2 separate regions of the Rattus norvegicus genome follow, and region 2 is linked to region 1. A link is a contact called in public Hi-C data. All regions are on one chromosome and are shown on one strand. Each heading gives the region's core, a stretch centred on a gene start, on an enhancer-like site or on the middle of the called end of the contact. The rest is flanking DNA. Distances are from core to core; before and after follow the strand shown.

Evidence for each region. Hi-C and Micro-C count contacts between places; a contact is called where the count stands out from the background.
Region 2: a Hi-C map of liver shows a contact between it and region 1, with 1.6 times the contacts expected there. The contact joins the promoter of Nubp1 here to the enhancer-like site in region 1. A contact is called at or near these places in 2 of 12 Hi-C or Micro-C datasets (both in liver).

What each region holds. Positions count from the first base shown.
Region 1 is chr10:5,739,808-5,744,783 of GRCr8, reverse strand. All of the region lies in intron 2 of Tvp23a (trans-golgi network vesicle protein 23 homolog A), which reads right to left. It overlaps LOC134480647 (a long non-coding RNA gene), which reads left to right. Exons shown (of 3, transcript XR_010055291.1): 3 at 1-4,976. Among named protein-coding and RNA genes, the nearest start is that of Tvp23a, 8.2 kb to the right of the region's middle. Within about 2 kb of position 3,108, at least 1 of the 93 cell types and tissues checked has an H3K27ac peak or open chromatin away from gene starts, as enhancers often do. A contact at or near this core is called in liver, where this site is marked.
Region 2 is chr10:5,776,165-5,781,392 of GRCr8, reverse strand. Nubp1 (NUBP iron-sulfur cluster assembly factor 1) reads left to right here and starts at 3,745. Exons shown (of 11, transcript NM_001009619.2): 1 at 3,745-3,801; 2 at 3,878-3,982. The coding sequence starts at 3,783. LOC102553451 (a long non-coding RNA gene) reads right to left here and starts at 3,614. Exons shown (of 5, transcript XR_010055289.1): 1 at 3,476-3,614; 2 at 2,358-2,505; 3 at 1,105-1,147.

The sequences.
Region 1 (4,976 bases), core at 1,859-4,358:
TTTTTTGTTTGATTTTTGTTCGGATTTGCTTGGTTTTGTTTTTTGAGGTGGTTGATAGGGTCGTTAGCTGAGGCTGACTTCAAACTTGCCAACCTGCTCTGCTGCCCAGGTTGGCCTCAACTCACAGAGATCCCTCTCCCTGACTCCCGAGTGCTGGGGTGGAAGGTGTGCTCCACCATACCAGGTTTCAGACCTTTTTATTTCTGTATTTTTCAGAATTGATTTGAGAGAGCTGAAGACAATGGGTCTTGCTCTCCAAAGGTTCCTGGGAGTCTTGGTGAGGGACCTCATCAACAGAAAGAACAGACATTTTGGTTAATAAGACAATCAAAATTATTATTTCCTGTTATCCCAGAAGCAAGGGGTGTGTGTGTGTGTGTGTGTGTGTGTGTGTGTGTGTGTGTGTGTGAAATAGAGGTGTGTTTGTCATTTGCCACCAAGCTACCCCAAGCACTGGCAACTGCTCCCCTGGCCTTCTTGCCCTACCTCCAGCTTTCTTCCTTTGGATCAACAGAAGTAACGAAACAGTTTGTGCCCCCTTAAATAGCAGTTTTCACTTATCTCAACCCAGACCTGAGAGAGAAGCTGGGCAGCATGAAGGTGCTGTTGAAGGGGATCAGGAATACAAACCCACCTTTGGCTAACTAGAGAACCGAGGTCAGTCCAGAAACTGGCCTCAGAAAAACGGACAGACTAACTGAAGAACAAGACCCTGAACTCCCAAAAGAGAATATTCCTGATTCCAGTTCTCAGATTACTGATTTTGTCTACAGGGGCCATGTACAGTATCTGAAGACATATTTTTGGTTTCCACCAAGCAACAGTTTGGATGCTCCTGGTGCTCAGTGGGCAGAGGGCAGGGATGTGCTAATGACCCACAGTGCACGGGTCCCTCCACCACAGATAGGAATATGACCCTGGCAATGACAATGCATACTTGTAATCTCATGGGAGAAATAGAAATCAGAGGGTCAGGACTTCAACATCATCCTTGGCTGCCATGGAGTCCCAGGCCACGCCTCCAATAATAACAGAACGATTCCACGGTATCTCTTTTTCTACACAACATAGACGTCTTCCCCAGGGAATAAAGATAGGCGTTCTTAATCCAGTGTCTCCCAGCCAAACTCAGCTCCATGTGCGGATACTACAGAGTATGATGTAACATAAAACGTGGGCTCGAGGGCTGGCTGAGTTCAGACCCTTGAACTTAAATATCATTGTGATATTGAGCAACACACTCAACTTTCTGCCTCGGTTTCCTTAACCTTGATCCTACAATATAATAGTCCCCATAGCACAGGCCGACCATGCAGAGGCAATGAATCTTCATGCATAGGCTACAGAGTGGTGCTGTGTGGGGAAAGTGCTGGATAACCTGTGCCTGGTTGCTGGGCATTTGCTTTTCTTCACTCTGAAAGCATCTAATCCTATCCAAGCCTCCCCGTGAAAACAGTTTCTGTATGCAACACGGGGAACTCAGTGTTCTATGGACAGTTTTCGTTCCATGAGATGCCTGCCTGCATATCTGCAAGCCACTGACATGTGACTTCCTGCAGTGTCTGAGAGCAGGGGACCGAGTTCTCAATTTTATATTCATGAGATGGGCGTGTCTCTCGGTCTACAGACGCTTCCCTAGCATGCAAGAAACCCTGAGATTGATCCCAACACAACATAAACTGGGCGTGGTGGCACACACCTGTAACGCCAGCACTCAAGAGGGCAAGAGGATTAGAATTTCAAGGCTATTACTGACTACATAATAAGTTAAGGCCAGCCTGGGCTACATAAAAAAATGATCCCATTGAGCTGGAGAGATGGCTCTGGGGTTAAAACACTGATTGCTCTTGCAGAGGACCTGGGTTTGATTCTCAGCACCAACATGGCTACTCACAACCATCTGTAATTCAAGAGGAGCTGGGCTGGCTCTCCTGGTGGTGCTTGGCCTCTGTCCTGTGTCCTTCCTGAAGCTCAGGAGCTCAACCCTACTCAAAAGCCCACACATGCCTCCACAGGCATCCATGACTTGAATCTTGGGTGCAGGAGCTTGGCTGGGGGATGTTGGATTGAGGTCAGATTAGTCTGACCCCATGCATTCCTGAAGGTGGCTAAAAGTCCCCTCGCTGGCTAAAACATGGTCTGCTACACAGTCCAGCTGAGTTACCGCAGCCCTCTGGGATTTCACTTCTAGGTGAGTGCCTCCGAGAACTGAAACATATGCCACATCCCCAAACATGGACACAATGCTCACAGTGACATTCGGAATGAGAACTGAAAAGCAAAGATAACCAAAGAACTTATGAATGGGTAACAAAGTACGATACACCCATATGCTTGTCATAAAAAGGAAATAAACGTGGCTAAATACCCAGAGAGAAAAACTTGGAATCCACGTGGTGTAAGTTGTAAAGTGCTGGCTGTGTGAGCATACGGACCCTAATTCAACCATCAGCAACCATGTAGAAAGCAAGTGTGGTAGTTCCTGCTTGTAATCAGTGCAGACGGACAGGCAGGCACGTCTCTGCGTCTTACTGGCCAGCTGGCCAGGGCAGGTCCCAGTGGGAGACCTTGTCTCAGAAAACAAGGTGAATGGGTCCCAAGGAATGACGGCTAAGTTTGTCTGGCCTCCATACGTATTCACACACATGTGCTTCTGTATCTGAGCACTGTGTCTCTCTGTCTCTCTGTCTCTCTGTCTCTGTCTATCTGTCTTTCTCTCTCACACACAGGTCACACGTTGTATAATTTCAAATGTCAATTTACTGAGATAAGGGGTGCCTAGCTGGACACAAAACACTCTTTCCAGAAAAGATTGGAATTTGAATGGGAGAGCCCCTCCCGCAAAGCAGGTAGAGCTCAGACCTCTACCAGGGCCTCAAGCATAGTGGGAGGAAGAGGGCTCCCCTCTCAGACAGAGCTGGGACACTAATCTCCTCCTCCCTCAGACATAAGTATAACCAGCCCCAGACCTTGGACCCAGACTGAGCTGTTGGGGATTGGTTCTAATGCTTAGAATTAATCTAGTCCCCCAAATCAGGAATCTATGTGTACAAACGCTGAAGGACCTTGTCCCCAAATGGTTTTTGATCAGTCAATAAAGAGCCAACAGCCAATAGTTGAGCAGGTAGACTGAGCCAGGACATTTAAATTTGCATGGGCAAGGGACTGTGAGAGAGAAAAGGGAGGGACTGCCATGTCTTCAAGGGATTTCAAATCAGATTTAGAGCTGCAGAAGAAAATTCATCCAAAATGTAGGTGGAAGGGAAAGGGCCCTGTGGGAAGGGCTGCCCAGAAGGTAACAGGGAAGCAAAGTCAAAACACAGATTTAGGAGCCGTTGAGCCGGGAGTACTGGAGGGAAATGTATGCTAGCCAGGTGGAGGCTTAGAACCGCCTAACCTTTGAGCTAGTCAAGGCATATTTAAAATTAACTGGGGCTGGAGAGATGGCTCAGTGGTTAAGAGCACTGACTGCTCTTCCAGAGGTCCTGAGTTCAAATCCCAGCAACCACATGGTGGCTCACAACCATCTGTAATAGGATCTGATGGCCTCTTCTGGTGTGTCTGAAGACAGCTACAGTGTACTTATATATAGTAAATAAATCTTTTTAAAAAATTAACTGGTGTGCATGCGTGCGTGTGTGTCTTTCATTCACAAATTCAGATAGCTTTTGGGTGGGTATGCGCGTGTGACCCATCCGGCACACAAAGTGGGATAGCCAAACTACCGCTACACTTCCTAATTCAGACTGAGCCTCAGGTCACTGGCCTGAACTCTCCAAGACTGGAGCTCACAAACTTCACAGAACTCCAGCTTGCTGATAGATCCTGGGGTTTCTCAGGCTCCAAAATCATGTCAGTCAAGTTCTCATAATAAATATCCATGTCTGGATGGATATATATGTATATGTATATGTGTGTAATGCAATTATTGATTCCATATGAATACACCCATGCACACAAACATGCAAATAAACATAATACATCTATACAAACACATACATATATACACATACACTTGCTTGCACACACACACACCCATAACATTCCTACATATATACATAGACACACATACATGTGCACACTTACACATGTATATATATATTTTTTTCTCTCTGTTTCTGGAAAATTCTGACACAGATTTCATTTCTATTAAATGTTTGGAATAAACACTTCTGAGTACTTTGGTGGCCCGTTGGGGGTTGGGGAAGAAGTGTTGGGGAGTGATTGTCTCATAGTACAGGGTTTCCGTCTGGGGTGGTGAAATAAATATGGAAGGAGGTCATGGTGCTGGTTGCACTCCGTGAGTATACCCAAAGCCACATTGAGCTTCAGACTGTCAGTGAGTTAATGGTACACAATTGCATTTTAACTGAACATATGCACGATACGGTCTCCTTGATACATGATCTTGAGGCCCATGTAGTCTATTATGAGACCCTGCTCAAAAGAAGAAAGCATCTCGTGGGCTGGAGATGCAGCTCAGCTTGGAGAGTGCTGGCCTAGCATGAAATCTTAGGCTCAGTGCCAGCACTCTAGACTGGGGATGGAGGCACGGTCCTTGAGTCCCAGTACTAGGCAGGAAAGCCAGAAGTCCAATGGGACTACATAGGGAACTTGAGGCCAGTCTAGACTACACAACACCCTACCTCAAAAATTAAAACATCAACAACAAAACCAACCCTCAAACAAACAAAAAATGCCGAGTTAGCAAGGGCGTGGAACATTGGAAGCTTCTGCTGTCTGTCTGTCTGTAAAATGTTGGCTGCTCTGGGAAACAATTCATAAGTTCCTCAAAACACAAAAAGAGAACTTTATCCAGCCCACAGCCCCACTGCTGGGAATATATGTAAGAGAATTGAAGGCAGGGTCTCAAAGGTGGGGTGTACAAACCCGTTTTCCAGGTAGTGTTAGTCACCAGGCTCAAGAGGTGGAAGTCACCCAGTTGTCCATACGTGAGTGTGACAGACTCATAAAAT
Region 2 (5,228 bases), core at 2,496-4,995, 36 kb before region 1:
GAAAGATCAAAATAAAACAGGCTTTTAAAAAGAGACTAAAGAATTAAATACTAGCTTAGAGACCAAAAAAACCCCCAGAGGTTAAAAAATTTTTTTTAAATCAAAATAAAAAACCCTCAAAAATTCAATGTAAAACTTATAATAATATCAAAAACATTTTCAGACAAAGTTTCCACAAGGGCTTAAAAAATTAAAATGGCAGACCATAGAGATACAATACATTAAATTAAAAAGCCAAATTTTGCTTAATAATGCTAACTTAAAATAATGCCACACAATAAGTTCTATGTTTCATTTTATCAAATTTCAAAAATTGAGACATACACTTATGTTACTACATCATACAACTAACACGCATTCAAAATTCCAACGGACTTCCGCCTTCCGTTCTGAGGCGGTGTTCTGACAGTTCACTCAAAGACGGCGAGCATCGGTTACCTCCACGTGGGGTTGCTTCAGTTGTGAAATGCCCTAACTTTATCTTCAGACAAAAGGCTGTCTGAAAAGGACAGATGGACGTAGGATAGTCACTGCTGGGCTCTGCCAATACAGACTAAGCTAGTCCTTCGTAATTCCTGCTTCACTTAAAGTCTGTGATGTTCTGGGCCAGAAGGCTAAAGATAGAGGCTCCAACATTATGTGAAATATTAGAGACCGTCCACTGGCAAGCTATATCTGTCATTTCTATGATTTTAAACGCTGCAACCATGTGCTTCCTGCATACTCAAATAATATTTACTCCTCAAACCTCTGATAGGGTTAAAGACTAGACAGTTCTATTCTTACAGTTAAACGTGTTTAGGATTTAAGATGATCTTAGGATCTGGCATAGGCTGTTTACACAAGTGCTCAGCCACTGCTGGATCTTAGTTTCACCATTAACTCTGTCTCTTCTCTTTCCTTTCCTCCTATCCTTTCTTTCCTTTCCTTTCCTTTTTTTTTCTTTTCTTCTTTTTTCTTTGTTTGAGACAGGGCCTCCTTATTACCCTTGGCTGGCCTGGAACTCCCTGTGCTTATCAGGCTGGCTTCAAATTCATAAAGATCCACCTGCCCCTGCTTTCAATGCCGGGATTAAATGTGTATGCCCCCCACAAGTTTATTTACCTTAAACGACAGTTTCCTCATCCAAAAGCAGAGGCAATGGGAACTGGGAAAATAGGATTGCCAAAAGATGCACATTAGGAAATTCACATAAAACATACATACATCAGCCAGCAAATCTATCATCAATAAAATGCTGGTAATGGCAGAGATGGACTATTGATTAATTTGTTTTTTTACATCCATAGTGCAGGGACAGGCAGAACCTGTGCTTTTATTAAAACTTGTGCCAACTCATGCCTTGGCGGTAACCAACCGCTCTCTAACTGAAATTAAGGCTCACTTAAATGGCCTTGTTAGTTAATCAAGAACTAGCCTTATTTTGAACCATGTGCTCCTTCACCCCCTCCCCCACCTTCAGTTATCATCACTAAGGCCAATGTGACATGTCATCGCTAAAAGTCAATGCAAGTGTGTCCACAGCCACCACTGTTGCACGTTTTCCCTATGTCTGTGCTCCATACCCTATAAAGCTGGCATGACCACAATCTGCTCGCTCGCTCGCTCACTCTCTCTCTCTCTCCCCCCTTCCCTCCCTCCCTTTCTTCTCCTTCTTCTTTTTTCCTCTTTCTCTCCCTCTCTCCATCCCTGTTCTGATATGGCCTTTCATGACCCCTTCCCCAGTAATCTTTTGTATGAGGTCTGTTGTGTATTTTTATTTTTTCAGCATGACTTGGCCCCATTTACCAGCATGCCCCTTCGATGCAAAGACTTTTCAAGTCTGTTACCCTACAGTGTCTCCTACTAATGTCAGATCCACACTCATAAAGTCTCACCCACATGACTGCCCACACAAGAACTGAACAAGGACCGCTGCCAATGCACATGCCAACGTGGACGGGGTCATGGCTCAACCTTACACCTTCTACAGGAATGCTGAGAAGGGGAGAACTGATTATCCAAAACCGAATGGTCATATAAGTATATATTATAGAGAGCCAACAGGTTGTATTTATACATGTATATATAATATATAACATGTATTTATATATGTATATATAATATATGTTTAAATGTAATATGTAGCATATTTAATAATGTCGTGGGGTATTCATATGACATGAATGACAAGAGTTTAAGCCAATAGGAATATTTTGTCATTCAGAATCCCAGTGTAGCACTGAGCCTTTCTTAGAATGAGTTTTTAGGCACAAAGACCATGTTCTGGGTTGACCTACTTCAGTTAACAAGAACAATCAGTCAGAATCGGCACTACAGAAGCTAAAAAGCAAAGGTTAGAACATTTAGAGTCTTACCCAGAGCCATGGACTTTGGTGGAGTAAGTCTTTGTTTTCATTTTAGCAGGTGGTGCTGCTATGGGCAAGCTGAGTTTTACAGCCTGAATGGCACTCCATCATGGAGTCAGTTGTGCTAAGGTCTCGGGGCCGACTAAGGTTTGGAGCCCTGTTACAATAACAATAAAGGAGTCCATGAATTTGAAAAACAGCAAGGAGAGGTATATGGGAAGGAAAAGGAAGGGAGAATTATGTAATTATAATCTCAAAAGTGAAAAATCTTTAGAATCTTTCAATGAAAACAATAACAATCACCACCACCATCCTGTGCCAAAGTTGCATACAGCCATGCTCCCACGGCTGACTATGGACAGGATGTCTTCATGGTGTCTAAAACACTGCTCCACAGACACAGCCAGATTTTCAGAGAAATGGTAGCAGCAAGGACAGTGGGGACCTGGAGAAGTGAGAGAAAGCTAGGAAAAGCTCCCAGTGGGGACACAGGAGTGTGTTTGAAGAGGTTACATCAAACAAATCTGAGGGGAAAGCAACAAAACAAAGTATTATTCTCAAAAGCATAGCGATCTTAAGAGTGTTTGGGGCGCTTGTTGTTTTGTTTTTTAAGTCCAGGAGCTGGGAGTGGTGGTGCACATTGCAATCCCAGCGGCTGAAAGATGGAGGCAGGAGGATCAAATGAGACCTTTTACTTCTGGGGACCGAATTTACGGCTTTTCACTTGTTAGACAGGTACTCTACCACTGAGTTACGCCCATTTATAAAGTTTCACCTCTCCGCCAAGTATGGCAAGAAAATCATTAATTCAGGATCAGCCTGGGCAGAAGAGAGGAGAGAAGAGAGCAGGAGAAGTGTTTTATTGGTTGTCTTGTTTTGTTTCAGTGCTGGGAACTAAATATAGGCTCTCGTGCATGATAGATGAAGCACTCTCCCAACTGCGCCACAATCCCAGCCTGTTACAGAATATAAGGAAAGGCAGATTATTTGAAACTGAATAAATACTGACATGGATTGTACTTTTACTAGTAGTATTGCATCGTCACCGAGGTCATGGAGAATAACGTTCTTTGACGACAAAAGCTATACTTTAAAAACAAAACCCAAAACCGTATTACTGTGCATACGTGCATGGAGAATCTATCCTCTCTTTCCATCCATATGAGTTCTGGGATTTGAACGCAAGCTGGCTCAACAGCGCCTTTAATCGTTGGAGCCACTTCATCTGTTCAGATGCCATAAATGTTTAAGAGTCTCTCTCACTTTTAGCGGGAACAGACATAGGAGCCCCACCCACTGCACACACACGGGTTTGCGCGTGCGTAGTGCTGGTCGGGCGAGACAGTTCACGCGGCTAGAGTGTCAGATTGGACCCGCAAGGCGGAAGCACGCCCCTGAGATTCCGGTGAGCGCAGCCCGGGCAAGAGCTGCAGCATGGAGGGGGCGCCCCACGGTGAGCTAGCGCAGGAGGCGTGGGTGGTCCTGCTGGGACCGAGCCGCTCTGACCGTGTACCCTTGTCTCCGCGCAGGCTGCCCCGGGGCCGATAGCGCCCAGGCGGGCCGAGGAGCTTCTTGCCAGGGATGCCCCAACCAGAAGTTGTGCGCATCCGGAGCCGGCGCCGCACCGGACCCGGGTGAGGAAGCGGCGGGCTGGTCAGGAAGTGGAAGGGGCGGGACTCGAGGGGATGAATGACAGCGGGCAGTGGGCAATGGGCAGTATTTTCATTGGTTGAGAGGGTTTGGCGTTGAAGGCGGAGCTTAGAGAGCGAGAGGGAGGTTTTAAAAGTCAAATAGCTGGAGACCAGTGTTGGAAAGGAAGGTTCAGTCTTATCTGTGATAGACCGGGAACCGAGAGGGACATTAAAATAAGCTGGTGGCACAGGCTATCCCCCGCCAGAAATTCTAGGGGCAGAATCAGGAGGATGACTGCAAGTTAAAAGCTGGCCTGGGCTACAGGATGGCTGCAAGGTAGAAGCCAGGCTGGGCTACAGGATGAGACCCTTTATGAAAGAATGAGTGAATGAACGAACATTGGGTCGAATGTGTTGGCACATGCTTGTAATCTCAGCCCTTAAGACTTTTTTTTTTAAAAAGATTTATTTCATGTATATGGGTACACTGTCGCAGTCTTCAGACCAATCAAAAGAGGGCATCAGATGCCCATTCCACCTGGTTGTGACCCACCGTGTGGTTGCTGGGAATTGAACTCAGGACTTCTGGAAGAGCAATCAATGCTCTTAACCGCTGAACCATCATTCCAGCTCCCTTAAGACTTTTAGAAGAAGATCAGGAGTTCAAAGTCATTCTTCATTACATAGTGATTAGAGGCCAGTCTGGGCTTAGACGAGACCCTGTCTTCTTCTTCTTCTTTTTTTTTTTTTTTAAATCAGTAAATAGGACCTTAAAGAAGGATAGAATAGAAAAAAAGTGATGTGGGGCAGGTACAGGGCTCAACTGAAAACCACTGACCTCAGTATACACAAGGCCAAGCACAGAGGGCAAAATGAATAAATACTGAGGTCTTTCAGGCCTAAGTCCTGTCACATGTCCATCTCAGGTCACAGAGGCCCCATCTGTGGCAGAGAGAAGAATCCTTCTGTTAAGGAGTCTCTCAGCAGACATGAATATTCATGATCTCAGTGGAGAGACAGAAGGGAGACTGAGACCAAAGTGTGAGAGAAAGCAGACAACAGACATGTTAAACCCATCAGGGAGAAGCTATGAAGGGCCAGCTCCAGGGTGAGGAGGACTGAAAGCCTGCCTGGAAGGGTCTTGGGAAACAGGAAGCTGAGAGAAGGCTCTTGGAGGGATTCAGAGAGAGGCTGGGTTTGGTTGTTGGGTCACTTGCAGATTGACCTTGAGCAAGACTTCTGAATGCCC